Linked DNA regions of Mus musculus: region 2 is linked to region 1. A link is a contact called in public HiChIP or PLAC-seq data. All regions are on one chromosome and are shown on one strand. Each heading gives the region's core, a stretch centred on a gene start, on an enhancer-like site or on the middle of the called end of the contact. The rest is flanking DNA. Distances are from core to core; before and after follow the strand shown. Region 1 holds the start of Nfx1 (nuclear transcription factor, X-box binding 1). Region 2 holds the start of Spink4 (serine peptidase inhibitor, Kazal type 4).

Region 1 (5,060 bases), core at 1,191-3,690:
TCTGTGGAGGTCAGAGGACAACTTGCAAGGATCAGTTCTTTCCTCACATCATATGGTTCCTGGTGACTGAACTCTGGTCACCAGGCTTGGCAGGAAATACCTTTATCTGCTAAGTTATTTCACTGCCCCAATCCCTGGTTTTAACATTTTCCAAGCCCAGTTTCCTTCTCAGTTTCTAGTGGCCTAGGTATATCTCATGTAATCTTTGGAATGAAAGACCTGCTGTTTACACGCATAATTTCACTTCTTGGATTTATTTATCATCTTTCTGGTGTATATATATATATACGTGTGTGTGTGTGTGTGTGTGTGTGTGTGTGTGTGTGTGTGTTTGTGTGAGAGAGACTTAAAAATCACTAACAGCTCCGTAAAATCAAATTGCCTGTAATTCAAGCTCCAGGGGACCCAGTGCCCTCTTTTGGCCTCCAAGAACCCCTGGACACACATGTACATACATACACTCAGACAATCATGTTCAACATACACACACACAGAGAAATATTTTTTTTAAAAGTCCATAGCAAGAAAAACACAGCAACTCAACAGAAAAGAATAGACAACAGATATAAAATGAGAAGTCTAAAAGAAGAAATCCATAAGGCTATTAAGTAATGTTCAACCAGAAGGCTGACAAGGAGTCAGCAGGTAATAGCCCTTCCTGCTAGGCTGTTGACCTGAGTCAGATCCCTCAGACCCATAGGTAAAAGGAGAGAACCAACTTTCCCAAGTTGTGTGATGACCATGGAGGTGTCTGCTGCTGAGAACTAAGCCAGGGCTCTGTTCCATCAGGAACTTCTGGTCAGAGATAATGATCATTTGGGTTTTTAGGCTGGTTAACTTTGGCGTTAATGATAAATTGCTATCTTCATTTGACTTTGTTAAACATTATACATTGGCCTTTGCTGTGCTCCGAGGTTCTGGAGTACGATGTCATTTGAAAATAAGTAGTGTGTAGCCTACTAAATTCCAAAGATGCCAATTGACTCTGCAACTTGCCCACAAACGTCTGTTCTCTCCCCTCCACTCCCTCCTCTTGTCTCTCTCATCATCATCATCTCACTACTGCAGGTAGTACAAATACAACGGTTTCGTGTCTCACCTTTCTGAGGCCGATTTTCAAATATAATTCCTGAAGGATTCCTAAATGTGCTCGGTTAGGGGCAGGCTAAGCCACCCAGTCGAAGGCTTCTTAGTCTGTAGATATTAGAAAGAAGTGCAGAAGCCCTGTAACCAAAATGGTCACATCGTGGAGAATGTTTGAGACAGTGTTGTACTGTTGCTCTGGCTAGCCTGGAACTCACTATGTAGATCAGACTAGCCTCAGACTCACAGAGAACTACTGTCTCTGCTGCCAGAGTGCTGGAATTAAAGTCTAAGTCACCACACCTCACCTTGGAAGATTATATTTTACTATAAAAGAGGCTGAGACAGAGAAGATCCTACTGCAAGGCCCGTGCCAAGGTACAACCTTGAGAAATTACGTCATGCAAACAAGACCTGAAGTAAAAGTGGTTTATTGGGAGAAGAGGAGTGAGGGCCTAGGAAAGGAATAGAGGCAGACAAGTAGGCATGGAGCCAGTCAGACAGACAGGAGCAAAGCCATGGGGCAGAGAGAAGGGGACCGGACGCTGACAATAGACAGCTGCTGGGTGGCGGGGGGGGGGAGGGGGGGGACGCTTGGGGGCGTCTCTTTAGACGCAGCACACACCTATCACACACGGTGGAGGCAGGTCTAAGTGGTTGCTAGGGTCCTGGGGGCAGGCCAGCAGAATGCCTGAATACCAACAGGGGCTACATCAGGACACCCTTTCCCCACTCTCCCCCCCCCTCCAAAAAAAAAAAAAACACAGTAACTTCAAACTGTCTACCTCAGTTGGTGTTCATTTGTATTTGTTACTTGCCTACCGGTTTGTGGCTCATTTGCTATTAGTCCTTTAGATACTGTGTTTCGTTTTACACAGACAGGGATAGGTAGCCCAGGACCTGGAACTCACTACATCCCACTCCCATCCCACCCCCGATCCAGCCTCCCAGGTCCTGAAGTCGTGGGCTACCTAACCCTTGGCAGGTAACCTTTTATTGTTTTGCAGTCTTTTCCTCCACAATGCCCTTTGATTACTACAGCGCCCCCCCCCCCCTCGTCGCCTGCGTGAGCCGCTCCAGGCCGCCTCTTAGCTGAAGGTCATTTGAAGCCGGGCGGATGGCAGGACTTGACAAAAAGGCGTAGCAGCTGGAGAACCCAGCAGCTCTCGAAAAGCAATTACGCAAGTTGGGGGCAGTAGATCCTGCGGTCCGGGTGGGTCTCCTCCAGCCACTCGTGTCCCCCCCGCAAACCCCGCTTGCACCCGGGCCGGCGCATTTGTCTGACGTCCCAAATGCGCCATTTCACTGTGTGCTCAGGTAGCACCACCCCCTTGGCTGTCCCCGGGCGCGTAGGAGCGACTAGTCTCTCGGCGCCGGAAATCCGGGACACGTGACCAGGTGACAGCCTTCGCTCGGTGGCGGGGCTCGCTTGAGGTGCTGCGGCACGGGATGGCGGAGGCGCCTCCGGTCTCAGGTACTGTCCCGTTTCCCGCGCGGGACCCCTAGGGTCTAGCAGTCTAGTCCGAAGGGTGCGGGCCATTGCGGTGGCAAGTGGGGTGCGTGCTGCGCGGGGACAGTGGCTCGCGAGGGCCAAGCCACGCGCGCTGCACGTACGGAACCCTCCTCCATCTTCCACGGGATGGGGAGGCTCGGCCCCTGGGTTTCCGAGGAGAGCGGGCGGGTCCCGGCGCCAAGGGAGCGGACGTGGGCCTCTGGCGCCCCCCGCGGGGCTCCTTCCGGCCTTCCCGAGGCCGCGCGGAGCAGAGTCCGGCGGGCGGGCGGGCGGGCGGACGGCCGGCCGGCCGGGCGTAGGCGACTCTCCGTAGCGGGCCCTGGAGGCCAGCGAGTTTGCGCGCTGTGCTAGGGGTGTGTTCTTTACCTCTCGGAGTGGCGGGTTCCGCGCGCGCGGGCCAGCCAGCCAGCGGGCCCAGTCCTGAGGGGGTGTGAAATCCCATATTGAGGTGCGTGACGTGATCCAGTCTCAGTTACCTCATCTGTCAGCCTGGAGTAGTAAGCTAATTCCCAGACCCTCCCTGTTCTCTCCCTGATTGTTGGCTCACTCTCCCTCCTGGAGCTACCCCTGTGGTAGAGACAGCCTCATTTGACTGTTCGTATAAGCTATTTCCATTTTCTTCAAGGTGTATTGGTCAATCCGGGCTTTCAAATTTTGTGGACAGCAAAAAAAAAAAAAAAAAAAAAAAAAAAAAAAAGGAACGTTTTGCATGGGGTATTAGTACACATTTACCTAAATGTAAATGTGAACCGAGAAGCTGGGGCGCTAGTTCAAGTGTTTAAGAACAGTAGCTCCTCAACAGAGCAGTCACGTTCGCTTGCACAACCACCTGGAAAGCTGTGCGATCTGACGCCCTCTTCTGGCCACGGAGGGCATCAGCAAACACGTGGCATATATCCCGTCCCTGTCCCCCCAAAGCACCCTTGCTAAAACAGGAACACAAGATTAAAAGAAAAGTTTTTTTGTTTTTAAAGTAAACCAAATGTTTCAGTGCTATCAGACATGGTAGCGCACATCTTTAATCCCAGCCCTCGGGAGGGCGAAACAGGAGGATCTTTCGAGTTGGAGTCCAGCCTGGTTTACATAGTTGCAGACCATCCAGGGTTACATAGTGAGATCCTGTCTGGGAAGATGGGGTTGGAGGCCGAGAAGCAGAGGTTTCTTTTACTCTCAACAACATACTCTTAACATTACTATTAAGAAGAAGACCACGATGACGACTTGTCACAACCCACTGTGTAGATTTGACATAATGGCCTGCTCTTCCTGAAAATCACAGCAATGTCCAACATTGGCTTGAATTACAATTGCACTTCTGACAGATTGATGGGCCACTATTAGGATGTGCCTGTACAGGTCATGTTCTTTTCCCTGTCTCAGTTTAAAGAGTGCAAGAACACATTGCATTGGTGTGCCCCAGTCTTGACTTGAATGTAAAAATCTTCTTGGAGAGTGGAGAACTTAGGCAGATACGTTGTCACTCCCCTCCAGGCCTTCACTGGCCCTCTAAACCGAATCTGTTCGTTTTCTCCTCCTCGCCCTGACTTATTTCCACACCCTTGGACATTTGAAGCAGAGCTGAGTGAGGGCTAGCTGTGACTCGGAGTTTTAGCCTCTGGGACTGCGCTCTAGGTTACCACCGACACGCCCCAAAGCATGTGCTGAGTCCCTGTGTTCAAGAAATCCCTGCCTCCTTGGTCTATAGTCTTTGTTCTTACTTTAACATCATTTCTAGCTCATCCACTTCCAAAAGTGGTTCTCAACCTTCCTAATGCTGCAGCCCTTTAATACAGTTCCTCAGGTTGTGGTGACCCCAACCATAAAATTGTTTTGTTGTTGCCTCATAACTAGTTTTGCTGCTGTTATGAATCATAATGTAAATATCTGTATTTTCCAGTGGTCTTATGTGACCCCTGTGAAAGGGTTGTTCTATGCTCCCAAAGACCTCACAACCCACAGGCTGTGATCCATTGCCCTAAGTAAGGTCTTTAAACTGATCCAGGATGAAAATTTCCCCCTTATTTTCAGGCTTTCTAGCGCCAACTGGTTGGATTACTCTCTCATTGCTGTGTTTTGTTGGGTATCTGGTACCCCTTACTTGTATTATAATGATACCTTGGCTAGAGGACATCTCACTAATGGAGGAACTACTACTTAAAATACTGAAATGTGTCTCACTTAGGCCATGGGACAGCTTCCTGATTTATGTGTCCCTTTCCTCAAATCTCTTTTAAAGATTTATTTATATTTAAGTACTTGTAGCTGTCTTCAGACACACCAGAAGAGGGCGTCAGATCTCATTATGGATGGTTTTGAGCCACCATGTGGTTGTGGGATTTGAACTCAGGACCTTCGGAAGAGCAGTCAGTGCTCTTAACCATTGAGCCATCTCTCTAGTCCCCTCCTCAAGTCTCTTTATAGATCTTTCTTTTTAAAAAAAAATTTTTTTTTTTTTACACTGTGC
Region 2 (4,735 bases), core at 231-2,730, 51 kb before region 1:
GATAGATAGAGATATATATATTGATATTGTCAGTCAGTTGTCCCCACTTCATGGTATCAAAAAAGGAGGTAGAGGTGACAGGCTCGTCAGGATCCAAGTTTAGTTCCCAGCACCCCTATGAGATAGCTCAGTCACCTGTAACTCCAGCTCCCGAGGATCTGATGCCCTCTTCTGAGCTCCACGGGCATCTGCACTCATACATGTGCAAACCCACACACAAGCACACAGACACATATGTAAGAAAAAAATGTTTAACACATTAAAAAAAAATAAAAGCAAGTTTTAGGGGCTGGAGAGGGCTTGGTTAAGAGCGCTTGTTGCTTTTGCAGGGGATCTGGGTTTGGTTGCCAGCACCGACCTGCATAGGGTTTTACAGCCAGGGGATCCAGCACCCTCTTCTGTCCTTTGAAGGCACCAAACATACGCATGGTGCCCACATATACATACAGGCAAAACACTCATACTCATAAAATAAAAATAAATCTTTTTTTTTTTTCGTTTTTCGAGAGGGTTTCTCTGTATAGCCCTGGCTGTCCTGGAGCTCACTTTGTAGACCAGGCTGGCCTCGAACTCAGAAATCCGCCTGCCTCTGCCTCCCGAGTGCTGGGATTAAAGGTGTGTGCCACCATGCCCGGCAAAATAAATCTTAAAAAATCCTTTTAAAAAGCTTTTCGGGGACTGGAGAGATGGTTCAGTGGTTAAGAGCATTGACTGCTCTTCTGAAGGTTCTGAGTTCAAATCCCAACAACCACATGGTGGCACAACCATCTGTAATAAGATCTGACACCGTCTTCTGGTGTGTCTGAAGACACCTACCATGTACTTATATATAATAGTAAATAAATCTAAAAAAAAAAGAATTTAAAAAAAAGTTTTTCAAATTAGTTCCCTTTACCTTATTCCGCACTGTCTGCCGTCTCCACCACTGTCCCCAGGGGAGCCCTAGGATAGGAGCTGAGCCAGAACTATCACCTTTGTGTGGGCTCCTGTCTCAATACGTTGAACGGGAACTGGGGTTGATCAGCAGAAAAGCGTTTGCCCAGGACTGCCAAGACACAAACTCAGTCCTCAGCAGGAGAACCAAACACTTATGTGAGGTCCAAAGTGGCCGAGGCATCCATGACTCTCTTCCCCTCTCCCTGTCTCCTGCTGTGCCCCCTACTTTCATCCCCTGTTGTCATCTGTTTCTGTGTTTCTCTCTGCTTCCTCTCCCTCCCACTTCTTGCTTTAATAGACACATGGTGGCAGCTTTGCAACCTGTCCAAACCCTTTTTGCTTGCTCTGGACACCTGCCAGCCCCAGCTCTGCCCTAGGGCCCAGCGTTATATCACCACAAAGTCAGCTTTGAGCCTTGAGCAGGCCCTTCCCAGGTGTCAGGATGAAGAGATTAACGGGGTGACACTGTAGCTGCCAACTGGTCACAGATAAGATAAGAGTGGAGATCAGCACAATAAATAGGTCCCAACCTCACTGTCAGCCCGGCCCACACTTGACTGCAGTCACATAGCTCACAAGCAGCATGGCTATGCATCTGTGGCTGGTCACCCTGACCTTGGTTCCCCTCCTTGGCATGGACAGGGGTGAGTGGGCAGAACTTGGTCTCTCTGAAGCTTGATCTTAGGGGGTGAGCTTGGGTGTGGGGGCAGAGGCAAGGCCAGGAGCTTCCTGTGAGGCCTGGCCTTTCTGCATAGCTCTTCTGTCTGTATTCATCCTACCATAGTAGGCAAAACACTGGGAGAAAAGGGATGGGTTCAGTCCTGACTCTGGACCAGAACCTGCCAAGTTCTCATCCCTTGAGTCTGTAAAGTAGGATGCCATTTCAGTTTGAAGATGTCTTGAGCAATTATGGACTGGAGGCTGAGAAGATAGAAGGAACAGTCAGGCCCCAGGTTGACTGTGGGGTGGTGAGTGCTAAGAGAGACTTGTTCCAGGCCCTCAGGGCCCTGTTCTGTTTTGACAAGGTGCAGTAGGGGACCCAAGACAACCACTTAAGCATATAGTGGGGGCCTTGGGTGGTTAGACATATACCAGAGGTGGACTTCCTCAAGGCCAGGAGCATCTCAGCAGTCTCGAAACTGCTGTCAGATACTTTTCTTGTCCTTTAACATAGAAAGGAGCAGAACAAGAAAAGCACCGTCCCTACAGATCTTAAACTTGGTGTGTGGGTGGGTGATAGACAATGAATAGTGTACAAGAATATGGCAAAGGCTAAGAAAAGCATGGAGCTGTGTGATGTGGGTTGGGAGGGAACTGCAGTGTTAAATCAGGGAGGGGGTGTCTCTTAGATGCAGGTTTGGGGAGAGCTTGAAGAAGGTGAGGGGGTGAAGGTATTTTGGACAAGAATGTTCTGGTGGAGGAACCAGCCAATACAAGGGCCCTGAGGTAGAAGCATGTTAGAGTGTTTGAGGTGCTGTGTGGCTGTAGGGGGGTGAAGGGCATGGTACAGAGAAAGAAGACAGGAGAGGAGGGGAGGGGGATGGAAGGAATGGAAAGGTGAGGTGGGGAGAGGCAGCTGAGAGCTATGTTAGACAAAGTCTTGGGAGCCAATGTGAGAACCTTTTCCTCAGAGTGAAGTGGGAGCCAGTGTCAGGCTTGGAGTGGAGTTAAACCTTTAAAGAATGTTCTAGCTTGTATGGTGAGGACAAACAGAACAGGGAAGCAGAGAAGCCCATTGGGATGAAGTAGGCAAGAGTCACATTATAAAGCAGTGTGCAGCAGGACCGTAGGGCCATTGACTCCATGCCCCACACTGCACTGCACCTCGTGCTGGTCACATCTGGGAGCTGGGTGATTAGGAAGGAGCCTGCAGTCTCTGGTCAGACACAGGCTGCCTTCCCCCATGCCTGTTCCCCATTTCCCAAGCACCTCCTCCTCCAGTGGGAATGTTAAGCAGCCTGCCTTGAAGGTCCTTGTACACATTTCAGATTCCAGCCTTGGTTGAATGATGAAGGGTGCACCTGGGTCAAGGCAAGGGTGCCTGGGGTTAAAGACAATGTTTCACACCCCTAGGAAGCAATTCTGACTGTGTAAGGTTCTGGATTCTCCCGCAACACACTTCAGGGCTCAATTCCTGAATATTCACTGGATGAGGCATTGATGGGGAGTCACAGGGAGCCCCAAGAAACACGAGTTCATAGGGAGGCAGGGGTGGCCCAGTGAGTGAGACAACATTTGTCTTTGTGACAAAGCTCAAATCCAGGTTTTTTCAAGGAACTGTGGGGGACCACTGTAGGGAAAGCTTCTGAGCCTTGGGAGGATGCATGACCACATAGGAGGAGACTGGGGGTAGGGCCTAAGATGCTATGACCTCATAGAAGGAGACTGGGGGGTGGGGCTTGAGATGCTATGACCTCATAGGAGGAGACTGGGGGTGAGGCATCTCAGGCAGCAGGTCTGCAGGAGTCAGGGAAGCCACTGCTTCAGGACAATGAGCAATGAGGGACCCTTGCGTCCTAGGGACATTGAGGACTATAATAGATAGCAAGGCCTAGAAGCAAGGCTGGAGGGGGGGGGGGTCAGTTTACACAGGCCCTGAACATGTAACTGTGGAGTGCTGGTTCAGAGGGAGCTGAGGGACAGTGATAGGAGCCAGAGAAGGGGCATCCTGCCTTTTAAATGTTTGACATTTCTGTTCTGCTATATAGCTGGGTCTCACCTGGGATTTCTAATCCTTCTGCCCGCCCCCCAAGCTAGGATTATAAGACCTCCACCACCAGGCTTACTCAGCCTTTGTAAACGCTTTTCTCTCAATAGTTATCGGCCATGGAACACATGGTGTTTCTATTCAGTACGTCTTACAGATGAGCCATGACAATGCACACACCTTTATGTTCCAAACCTCTATCAAGATACAGAACTTGGGGACTGGAGAGATGGCTCAGCGGTTAAGAGCACTGATTGCTCTTCCAGAGGTCCTGAGTTCAATTCCCAGCAACCACATGGTGGTTCATAACCATCTGTAATAAAACTATATTCCTTCTTCTGGTGTGCATAGAGACAGAACACTTAAAATACATGAATAAGATACAGAACCCAGCTGTGCAAAGTGGTACACTCCTGTGATCCCAGGAATTGAGGCAGAAGCAGCTTTTTGCTGTTTATTTCTGTGTTGTTTTGAGACAGGGTCCTACTCTGTAGCCCTGGCTGATCTGGAACTCACTCTGCGCATGGTCCAGGCTGGCCTCGAACTTGTAGTAATCCCCCTGATCTGCCTCTTGAGTGTGTTGTTTCTCTTGCTGTGCAGTACTCCACTGTGTGTATATAAGTTTCACACTTTAGCCGTTCTCCTGTGGGAGGACATTCAGCTCACTTTTAGCTATGACCAAAAAGCTTGAGCAATTTTGTGACAAGGTTAGATTTACATTTTGATCTCCCATTGCCAAGATGACAGAGCATACCAGGGCGATAGTTTTAGTCCCCTTTTTCTCTCTGCCTGGGAACTCTTCAAGAAAAGGTCAAATCAACCAAGCTTGCAGTAGATGTGGGACTCTGGTGCTGGGGGCAGCTTCCTTTACAACCACAGTTTTCTGCCCCATACAGAAACATAGTCCACTTCCCCGCAGCCTCTTGTACTGCCAGGCTCCTCAACATGAGGTGGAAAGAGCTCATCTCTCCACCAGGCTCTGGACAGCTCTGCAGAGGCATCCAGAAGCAGCCATTCTTCCTCCCACCTGGGCCTTAGACACAGCTCAAGGTCTCTCGTCTACTCGCCATGCCCAAGGTCACACAGCTTTGT

Evidence for each region. HiChIP or PLAC-seq counts read pairs in DNA pulled down with a chosen protein or histone mark.
Region 2: an H3K4me3 HiChIP or PLAC-seq map of intestinal villus epithelium shows a contact between it and region 1, with 16 read pairs. The contact joins the promoter of Spink4 here to the promoter of Nfx1 in region 1. A contact is called at or near these places in 1 of 484 Hi-C or Micro-C datasets (morula), 9 of 115 datasets of contacts at active chromatin or transcription factors (the 230-238 cell line, the SCID.adh cell line, embryonic stem cells and 3 more) and 2 of 9 other capture datasets (adipose tissue and liver).

What each region holds. Positions count from the first base shown.
Region 1 is chr4:40,968,503-40,973,562 of GRCm38.p6, forward strand. Nfx1 (nuclear transcription factor, X-box binding 1) reads left to right here and starts at 2,441. Exons shown (of 24, transcript NM_023739.3): 1 at 2,441-2,557. The coding sequence starts at 2,533. It overlaps Gm52692 (a long non-coding RNA gene), which reads right to left and starts at 1,657. Exons shown (of 2, transcript XR_003955193.1): 1 at 1,100-1,657.
Region 2 is chr4:40,918,576-40,923,310 of GRCm38.p6, forward strand. Spink4 (serine peptidase inhibitor, Kazal type 4) reads left to right here and starts at 1,481. Exons shown (of 4, transcript NM_011463.2): 1 at 1,481-1,580. The coding sequence starts at 1,520.